Regions from separate parts of the Mus musculus genome. Here region 2 is linked to region 1. A link is a contact called in public ChIA-PET data. All regions are on one chromosome and are shown on one strand. Each heading gives the region's core, a stretch centred on a gene start, on an enhancer-like site or on the middle of the called end of the contact. The rest is flanking DNA. Distances are from core to core; before and after follow the strand shown.

Region 1 (4,339 bases), core at 29-2,528:
ATATGTGTATGTTTACATGCCATGTGTATATGTGTGCATATGTGTTATGTATATGTGAATACATATATATGTATGCATGTACATACGTATATGTTTACATGTCATTTGTATATGTGTGTATGTATGTGTATGTATATGTGAATGCATGCATATGTATGCATATGTGTATATGTGTATGTATATGTAAATGCATGCATATGTATGTATATGTGTATGTGTGTATGTTTACATGTATATATGTATGTATGTATATGTGAATGCATGCATATGTATGCATATGTGTATATGTGTATGTTTACATGTGTATATGTGTGTATGTATATGTATATGTGAATGTGTGCATATATATGCATATGTGTATATGTACATGTGTATTTGGAAGCTTTGTGTATATGTGTATGAATATATGCATGTGCGTATGAGTGTATGTCTGTGTGTATATATAAGCATATGTGTGTATGGGTGTGCAACATGTAGTTACTTATTTTGGGATTGCACAATTAAAGGGTAAACTACAATTTGACATTTAAAGACATCAACACTCCATCTAGTGAGTTTCAGTGTCTTGTCAGTATGCCTGTTAGGCTGGGGTAAACCTGACAACTAAATGTTCTCTGATACAGATTTACATTTAAAAAAAGCAATTAAGTACCATTTTAAATTTCTGCTGTACAGAAGATATACAGTGTATGGGGCCCTGAGGAAGACATTTATGCTGTCTATGGAAAAATATTAAGTTGCTCAGAGTCTAAAATTCATCCCAGCAGCTCTTGGGCTGTCATCGGAGGATTAAGTGCTTTGCTTATTTCCTCATGATTCCGTGGCTCTAGTCCAGGGTTTCCAACCTCAGTATTACTGACCCCTGGGGCCAGATAATCTCCTGTGGGGGGACTTTGTCCATTGCATCCTAAGGTTGTTCCCACCATCTCTCAGCACTTGCCACCCCAGGGTCTCCAGGCATGGCCAACTGTTCCTTGAAGAGCGAAATAACTCCTTGCTGAGCCCCAAAGGCCTGTTCAGAGGAAGCAACCGTCAAATGAAAAGCAGCAGCCTGTGGCTGTGAAGCCCTGCTCCGTGAAACAACGCATCACAGTGAGGCTGAGCAGCTCCTTGGGCTGGTGGTATTCACAGTTCCCGTTCACAGTTCACATTTCTGAATGGACGTTGTATACAACTCCTGGGATTTCAGAAAGAAGTGTTCTCTAAGCAGGAGGCTTCCTTTCAGGACTTCTCTGAACTTTGACTTGTCTTCTGCGCACAAAAACTCACCCACAAGGTCAAAGTTCAGCTTCTCTTTGCATAGTTGTTTGCCATGGACCAGTGATATTTATTAACCATTTCTGTCCTTAGCTCCACACCCAGGACTAGAATGTAGGAAAGCAGCCTGGCTAGAAAGGATCTGCGGTCCCTATTGTGACTCTGGAAACCCCTTAGACCAGGGGGTCCTGTCCACGTTTTCCTACAGAATGTACAGATATCTACCTACATCTCAGGTGATCAATCTACATGCTGCAGTAGAGGGAAATCTTAACACCAGCTCCTGAGATGTCTCTTCTAGCTTGCCATGGTCATCTCCTTCAATCTAGGAGCCAGCTAGACCCGAATCTGTGAGGCAGCAGTCCGTGTCTGTGCAAAATTAGTGAGTCCTGCCACGTTGATAAACCATGAGAAAAAGTCACACCTGGATTCCCAAGGACCTAGGATTCCTGACTTTAAGATTTCTGTATTGGTTAAAAGTCCCTTTGTTTTCGGTTCCTAACTGGCATCTTCTATGATACTCTCAAACAGATGTAAGATTTAATTGAAGCCTAAGTACTGTCCTCGCTGCGATGCATTTATGGTTTCCTTATAGCAGAATGCGTTTGGGAATTCAGCACACGACTAAGTGAAGCCTTGGGAACTCTTACGGAAATGGAATCCCATCCCTCAAGAGATTTTTCCCCCATGGTTTGGAACTGGATAGAAACTCGTCTGCACAGCTAATGACGAGTAACTTAGAGGGTAATTTGCTCTATGCACAGCTCTTTACCAAGTGCTGAAGAGGATCCAAGCCAGAGTCACGTCCTCAAGAACTTTAGAACTTAGTTGAGAAGGTGACACATGGCCGAACCTTTCACTCCGGCCCTGTTTTTGCTTTCTGATGCTATAGCCTTGTGACTGATAACACTGAGTTTAGAGCAAAATGAATTTTTGCCTGGGTGGCTCCCTGCCTCCTTCCTGCCTTCCTGTTTAGGATCCCAGGACTAAGGTTCTTCCACAGACCCTAGCCTTGATGATGGGAAAGGGGGTGCCCAATTTATCCCTCCACCAGCCAATGGCACCTCTTGGAATCGCTCAAAGATGCATGTATGTGTCTAGGACATGAGCTGTGGTCCAAATAGTTAGAAAATAATTAAGGTATTTCACCCAACTCCTCCCCCCAGGGAATCTCAGGGTAAGTAGGTCTGTGCTAACAAACAGTTTGGTAAATAGTGACCTTAGTGACACATTGCTGCCCTGGCACACAATTTCAAGAGTTACGCTTGAGCAGATTTTGCATCGTTGCTCCTGGAAGTGAGGTTGTGGCAAGATGCCAGCTGGAGAGTAGTGACCTCAGCAGAAATGACGGAAGACCTTCCCGTGATCAGCTTAGTCCTTCCTGACTCGGGGTGGGGGGAGAGGGGGGCCTAGAGAGTGGTAGGAGATGATACCATGGAAAGAAGGGAGGATGAAGGGGAAGATGTCTGGAGATTTTAAACACAGAGCTTAGATAAGGAAGGAAAAAGTAACACACATATACATATGTGTATATACATGTATATATACATATATACACTTGTATATCGTATACACACATATATGTATGTATAAGAGTCTCCTTGGGATATGTTAGAGCAATGATTTTAAATCAGAGAAGCCATGGGAAGATTCTGTAAGAGGCAAGTGCCTGAAGGCACATTTCACATAGTTGATTTGGGTGAGATCCAGGGTGAAAGATTGGCCTCATTAAAAAAAAAATCCGTTAAGAGGCTCATCAGTAGCCTAGGTGCCAGGAAGAAATGCAGCTCGGTTGGCACAGCGCTTGCCAGGGATGCACGAGTCCCTGAGTTCAATGCCCGGCACCATACAAACCTGAACACAGGGGTGCACACCTTGGCTACATGGCAAGTTTGGAGCCAGCGTGAGGTACATCTGACTCTGTCTCAAGCAAAAGAAAAAAAGAGGCTGTTATCGAACTTGGGGTCACAATCTGTGCCCATAGTTAGGTTGAGCCACCCCTCCTCGATAAGCCAATTTAAAAAGCCAAATTAAAAATGAAAAGCAAGAATTGTGGCCACATTTGAAAGAAGGACAAGGAAAGCCAGTGACCCCCTTGTGTTCATCTGTGTCCTGAAATGAGATTAAAGTTCAAATTTTTTTTTTTTAGATTTTTTTTTCTATTTTTATTTTATATGTATGGGTGTCTACCTGCATGTTTGTCTGTGCATGGGTGGATACAATACCCATGGAGGACAGAAGAGGGCGCCAGATATCCTGGAACTAGAGTTCAAGACGGTAGAAAACCAACATGTGGGTGCTGAGAATCAAACCTGGCTCCTCAGGGTGAGCAACCAATGTTCCTAACCACTGAGCCACTTCTCCAGCCCTGAGATCAAACTTAAGTAGAGGGCCAAGAAGGTGTGTGTCTAAGCAGTTCTGGTAAAGGTGTAGCCCAGCCCTTTGGCCCATCATTACCTGGGTTTCTGTCTTGTCCTGTAAGGTGGTCTGACAAGTCCTTAGAATTGTTTGAAATCTCTTGCAGGGAAACAAAGTTTCCCCATCTAGCTCCTGTCTTTTCCTTCTCCCAGGGTGAGATTCCTGGAGGAAATCTTCGGCGTTCATTGTTTCGATATTCTGGTAGTCAGATGAAGAGACACACGTGTCACTTTAGCAGAGTCGCTTGGGCCAGGCCTGTCCCAGGACTATTCCGTTATCCAGGCAAGAGAATTGAGTTACAACACAAGCTACAGAAAGACATGCAAAAAATAAGAGGCTGTGGATGCAGAAGCATAGAAGCATAGAAGGTCGGAGGGAAGGAGATCAACGATACCTGGTTTTGTGCTGTGCAGCCAGGACTGGGGAACAGAGCTAATTCTATATTGTCAGAAGAGCGTGCATGCACAGACACACACACACACACACACACACACACACACACACACACACAGAGCGGGGTGGTGTTCTCTTCTTTCCCTTACAGTTCTGTCCCCATATCTCTTCTATGGCCCCCATCAGAAAATACCATGCATTCTTATCTGTCTGCTCTGGTACCAAAATTATCCCAAAGGGCCTGATCCCAGCACAGAACGAATAGTACATT
Region 2 (4,798 bases), core at 1,968-4,467, 150 kb before region 1:
AGGCTGGAGATGCCACATGACCAGTGACCAGCTGCCTCCTCGGAATCCTGCCCCCACCACGACTGACGGCATCCTCCAATTGTGAGCCAAGACAAATCATTCCTTCCATAAACGGCTTCTTGTCTGGTACGTTATGACAGTAATGTGAAGAGTAACTAAGACTAAGTAACAGTAATAAATGTGATCTCTAAATCTCCAACCAACTCATCCAATGTAATTCAGGGTAACGGATGAAAACGTCCTATGGAAACCTATATGAAATGTCACTGGGCTTTGATGTTCATCTAAATTTATTAGAACAGACAATCAGTACGTCCTCCAGAGGAGGAATCTACCCCCTCCCCCACCTTAGCATGATTGGACTACTGTTCTCCTCCGTATGGAAAGAGTGAATAAGATTACAATGATCTTTTAGCTTAAGGTTATGTGTGACAACTGCAACTCTCTGCATTAGTTAGCCTCTCCTTCCTATAACAAAATGCTTGGGGATGGTTAATTTTATCTTTTACAAAGAAAAAAGAAAAAAGAAAACAACCAAACCCAAACAAAAATCATTAAACATATAGGACCAATAATAACAAGATTTAGAGACAACCCTACCTAATGGTTGCTTCTAAACCTCAAGATCCATGTAGTTAAAGAGACTTGTTGAAATTTTAAGGAGACAAAATACAACTAATTTGATTGACTTGAGCCCCATTAGATGAAGCGGACTCATCTCTTAAGACTTGGCTCTGCTTGCATCCTCCTGGAAGGTGCTGTGCAGAATGAGTGCCATCCACACAGCCTGGTTTGCAAGTGTGTTCCTCTTTGAGCCTTTGCCACCAGAGGCAGAGCTCAGTGACCCCATGAACACAGCACGAAGGGTCATGAAGGTCTTCTCATTAGCAAAAAGCCCTGAACAGCTGAGAGTTGTAGGAATCGAGGATACGATGTGAAAGTATTGCCCACAGAATCCATCAGATCCACATCAGAGTCCTCCCTACTCATCCTGCGTCCCATGATTCCGTGGCTGTCTCTCCCACCACCTGTGTATAAAGAGCCTTCACTCCTCCTCTGAGGGAGAAGACCAGGAAAGCCGGGCTTACTCTTCTGCACCTGTCCTCTCAAGCTGTTTGAAATGTCCTTGGCTGGGTCATACGAGCACTGAGGACCTCCCGCCCCTGTTGTTATCATGAGGATGATGCAACTGATCTAAGCAGAGTGTGGTGTCTGCCAGACCCTACACTTGGAACTTCGTGTATTCATTGCACTCATTCCACACAGCGCCTTTTAAAGTTGGCTTTACTCTCCCCATTCCACAGAGGAGAAAACTGAGGCCTTGAGGGGTTTAATCCCTGTTCAACATCGCCCAGCTGCCAGAATCGGACACCACTGTTGTGTTTTATAAAGAAATAAGGAGAGAAGAAATATGTTTGGTGGAGGTGAGGTAAGGTATGGGGGAAGAGAGTGCCTCTGTGGGCCCATGCTGAGGCATTCCGAAGCTGAGAGAGAGAGAGAGAGAGAGAGAGAGAGAGAGAGAGAGAGAGAGAGAGAAGGGTAGAGGCTGGTCATGAGCACTTGGAGAGAGAGGGGGAGGGGAATGGAGAGGGGGGGGGGTAAGGGACAAGAGGACAGAGCAAGAGCAAGAAGGCAAGAGAGAGAGGAGAGAGAGGAAGAGGCCAAGCAGCCCCTTTTATAGTGAGTCAGTCACACCCGGCTGTTGCCAGGTAACCATGGGGCGGAGCCTAGTCTAAATGCCAACGCACCCCTCCCAAAGCCCCTGTAGCTTCGGCTACCCACCAGCCTCCACCGCTGCTCTCTCCTAACAGACCAACTAAAAGGTGAAATTACAGCGAAGGAGGAGGAAGAGGTGTTACAGAGAGGCAAGAATGTTCCGAATAACTTTTTTTAAATGAATTGTCTTGAGAGGCATTAGGAAGCATGGAATTTTGAGTTGGAGCGACGCGATGAAGACATTTCGGCTGTGTTACGCTGCGGATAGGGTTGACGGACCCGGGCTGGGAATGAATTCACCAAAGACATTGGAGTGAGGAAATGGTTTATTAGATGCAGTGACACAGCACAGCAGGGAAGAATTCAGGGGCCGAGTCTACACAGCATCCCAAGGGGCTCCTTTTATGAGAGGGGAGCTTCTAGGGATTCATTCAGGAGGTGTCTCAATGTCCTGGTGTCCTGTGATAATTGTGTCTGGGGCTTTCGGTAGTTAGTGATGTCCTAGCCTTGAGACAATGATAGTGTTGTCCTGCATCAGAAACAGCTCAGCACAACTGAACCGGTATCCTGGTGTCCCTATTCTGCAGCTAGGGCTTGTGTGTGACAAACACTCTGAGGGGACAATGGCCCTGTTTGGAGACAGCAGTGGCCGTGCTCTCAGCCCTGCTTGCTCCAAGGCAAGCCATCTTGTTCTATGACTAGAATGGTTCAGCACAGCACCTCCTTTTCCCCAGAACACTGCCAATGGGTTAAATCGTATTATAAAAGGCAAAATGTATATCTGAAGCATGAGAAACTGCCTGCGTTATCTGTTGCTGTGTATCAAATTACTCGAACATTTAGTTAGACAGTGTGTGTGTGTGTGTGTGTGTGTGTGTGTGTGTGTGTGTGTGTGACCTCACGGTTTGTAATGGCAAGGAATTTTGGAATATCTTAGCTAGGTGCTTCTGACTCAGGGCTACTCGTGAGGTCCAAGCTGTCAGACAGGAAGTCTGTCATCAAGCCCAGATCTGTTTCTGAGCTCATGCACAGGACGATGAAAGAAGGTGTTAGTCCCTGCCACTTGGGCCTCTCCATAGGTTGCTTGAGACTTGGCAATGGCTGCAAGCCATATATTCTGCCTAAAACTGTGTAACTGTCAGGGTACAGAGAGCAGACACAAAGGTGACTAGTGGAAGGGAGATGCCACATGAGGCCATCTTGCAGGCTGGCTACATGGCTGCTCTGTCCAAGGAAAAACTAACAGGAGACTGTTTTCTTCTGTGAATGTGGCAGTGTTGTTCAGCATACACCCCAGCCCTGCTTCTGAACTGAATACTGAAATGTTCGGAAGCAGAAAAGCTACGTGGAGAGATCGCTCAGTTGGTAAAGGGTGAGCATGAGGGCCTGGGCTCACTCCTTAGAACCTGTGTAAAAAAAATTCCCAGTGTGGTGGCATGCGCTTAAATCTCAGCACTGAGAAGTCAGGGACAGGCAGGCCTCTTTGGGTCAGGGACAGGCAGGCCTCTTTGGATCAGGGCCAGCTGGCCAGGCCTACGGCAGAGCTCATGCCAGGGAGAGACCTTGTCTCAAAAACATCAACAAGAAAAAAAATAAAACAGACATGATGAGCAGCTCCCAGGAACAAATGATACCTGAGGTTGACCTCTGACCTCTGACCTCCGCAGGCACATGCACACACACACACATATATATATATATACATGCACTCACACACAAGTGTGTGTAATGAGAGTTTGGGTTTCTTTAAAAACCCCAGTTGTATGACTATGTTTTTGTTTTAATCCCAAGTGTGGACTATGGGGCTGCTTCAGTTTGTCCACAGCCATTAAGTAGGATTATCTCGTGTTGGGGGTGGGGGTGATGGCAAGATTTTTGCCAGCTGCAGATAGTTGAATTCTGGGGACTCTAGAGAGAATATAAATGAGAGAGCCTGAGAGGGTCTTCGGCAGTGGCTGCTGCCCCCGCGGATGCCCCTCCAGGTGCTGCCCTCACTGTGTTTGCTATTGCTAGGTTGCTGGATATTTTAACAATGAAGAGTGGACTTGTCCCAAGAAATACAATGACCACAATCAGCAGGACGTAGCCTACAGAGGTCTATGCCCCCCTTCTGCTCTAACCTTCGTTCTCACCTACCTAGTGTTTGGGAACTGGAAGGGATTGGGATAGAAAAGGGGTTGGGGAAGTAGAGGTATAAGAACCCAATAAAATAATAAAAATGAATACACCAACTGTGGGGTGGGGTGGGGTGTTGTATATGCTTGGTCCAGGGAGTGGCACTATTAGTAGGTATGGCCTAACCTACCACAGACCAGAAGTAGGGGGAAAAGAAGGATAATAGGAAAAGGGAGTTGTGGACCTGTTTAAAAATAGTTCCTTGGGGGCGATTCTACTCTTTGTTGTCAGGATACCAGCGGTCCAGTTCAATAGCAAACACCAAACATGAATCAATAGTAGTGGTATGATCCAGCAGAAACAGCAAGGATCCGCCAAATCCAATTGGCAGGAGTCAGTGGAAGTGGCCAGAATTAACCATAACAACACAAGAAGTTCTTTGGTGCATTTCTCTCTATGAAGTAAAGACCAGCAAAAACACAGGAAGACCAGGGAAGACCAGCAAAGACTAGGGAACACCAGGGAAGAAGTGAAGAAGCCAGAATCGACACCAATGAAGACCAGGGAAGATCAGAGAAGACCACTGAAGAAGCAAAGCAGCAAGGCCAGCAAAGACCAGTGAAAAGGCTAAGAAGCAAGAAACAAGACCAGCAAAGAAGTGAAACGTTGATGGTACATCAATGCAAGAGCTTCCTCCTGCTGATGGCGGGTTCCATTTGTATTCTTTCTAACCATCACACACCCTCTCAAGTGTCTGTTTCCAGCAAGACATCACATACCCTCTCACAAGACAGCTTCTGGAAAAACATGATGTGACACAACTGACTTGTTAACAAAACCAGAAATTTCCACTTCAGGAGGGAAGAGGAGGGGAGGGAAGACAGGGTTTATCTGGATAAAGTCAAGTTTAGGAATCCCTGAAGAATTAGAGAAAACAGTTTCTTCGTTTATCTCCTTGCCCCTGGGA

Evidence for each region. ChIA-PET counts read pairs in DNA pulled down with a chosen protein or histone mark.
Region 2: a contact with region 1 is called in an H3K27ac ChIA-PET map of liver, with 7 times the contacts expected there. The contact joins two enhancer-like sites. A contact is called at or near these places in 5 of 39 promoter capture datasets (the SN4741 cell line, cranial neural crest, embryonic stem cells and 2 more), 1 of 15 datasets of contacts at CTCF or cohesin (the NIH/3T3 cell line), 16 of 484 Hi-C or Micro-C datasets (the Ba/F3 cell line, the G1E-ER4 cell line, bone marrow-derived DN3 thymocytes and 11 more) and 10 of 115 datasets of contacts at active chromatin or transcription factors (DN3 thymocytes, T-cell acute lymphoblastic leukemia, bone marrow-derived macrophages and 7 more).

The regions. Positions count from the first base shown.
Region 1 is chr11:109,699,145-109,703,483 of GRCm38.p6, reverse strand. The region is part of intron 1 of Fam20a (family with sequence similarity 20, member A); the gene reads left to right. It overlaps LOC105243553 (a long non-coding RNA gene), which reads right to left. Exons shown (of 3, transcript XR_003949610.1): 1 at 3,715-4,339. Among named protein-coding and RNA genes, the nearest start is that of Fam20a, 21 kb to the left of the region's middle. Within about 2 kb of position 1,278, at least 10 of the 459 cell types and tissues checked have an H3K27ac peak or open chromatin away from gene starts, as enhancers often do. A contact at or near this core is called in liver, where this site is marked.
Region 2 is chr11:109,850,665-109,855,462 of GRCm38.p6, reverse strand. No RefSeq gene overlaps it. Among named protein-coding and RNA genes, the nearest start is that of 1700023C21Rik, 7.2 kb to the right of the region's middle. Within about 2 kb of position 3,217, at least 17 of the 459 cell types and tissues checked have an H3K27ac peak or open chromatin away from gene starts, as enhancers often do. A contact at or near this core is called in liver, where this site is marked.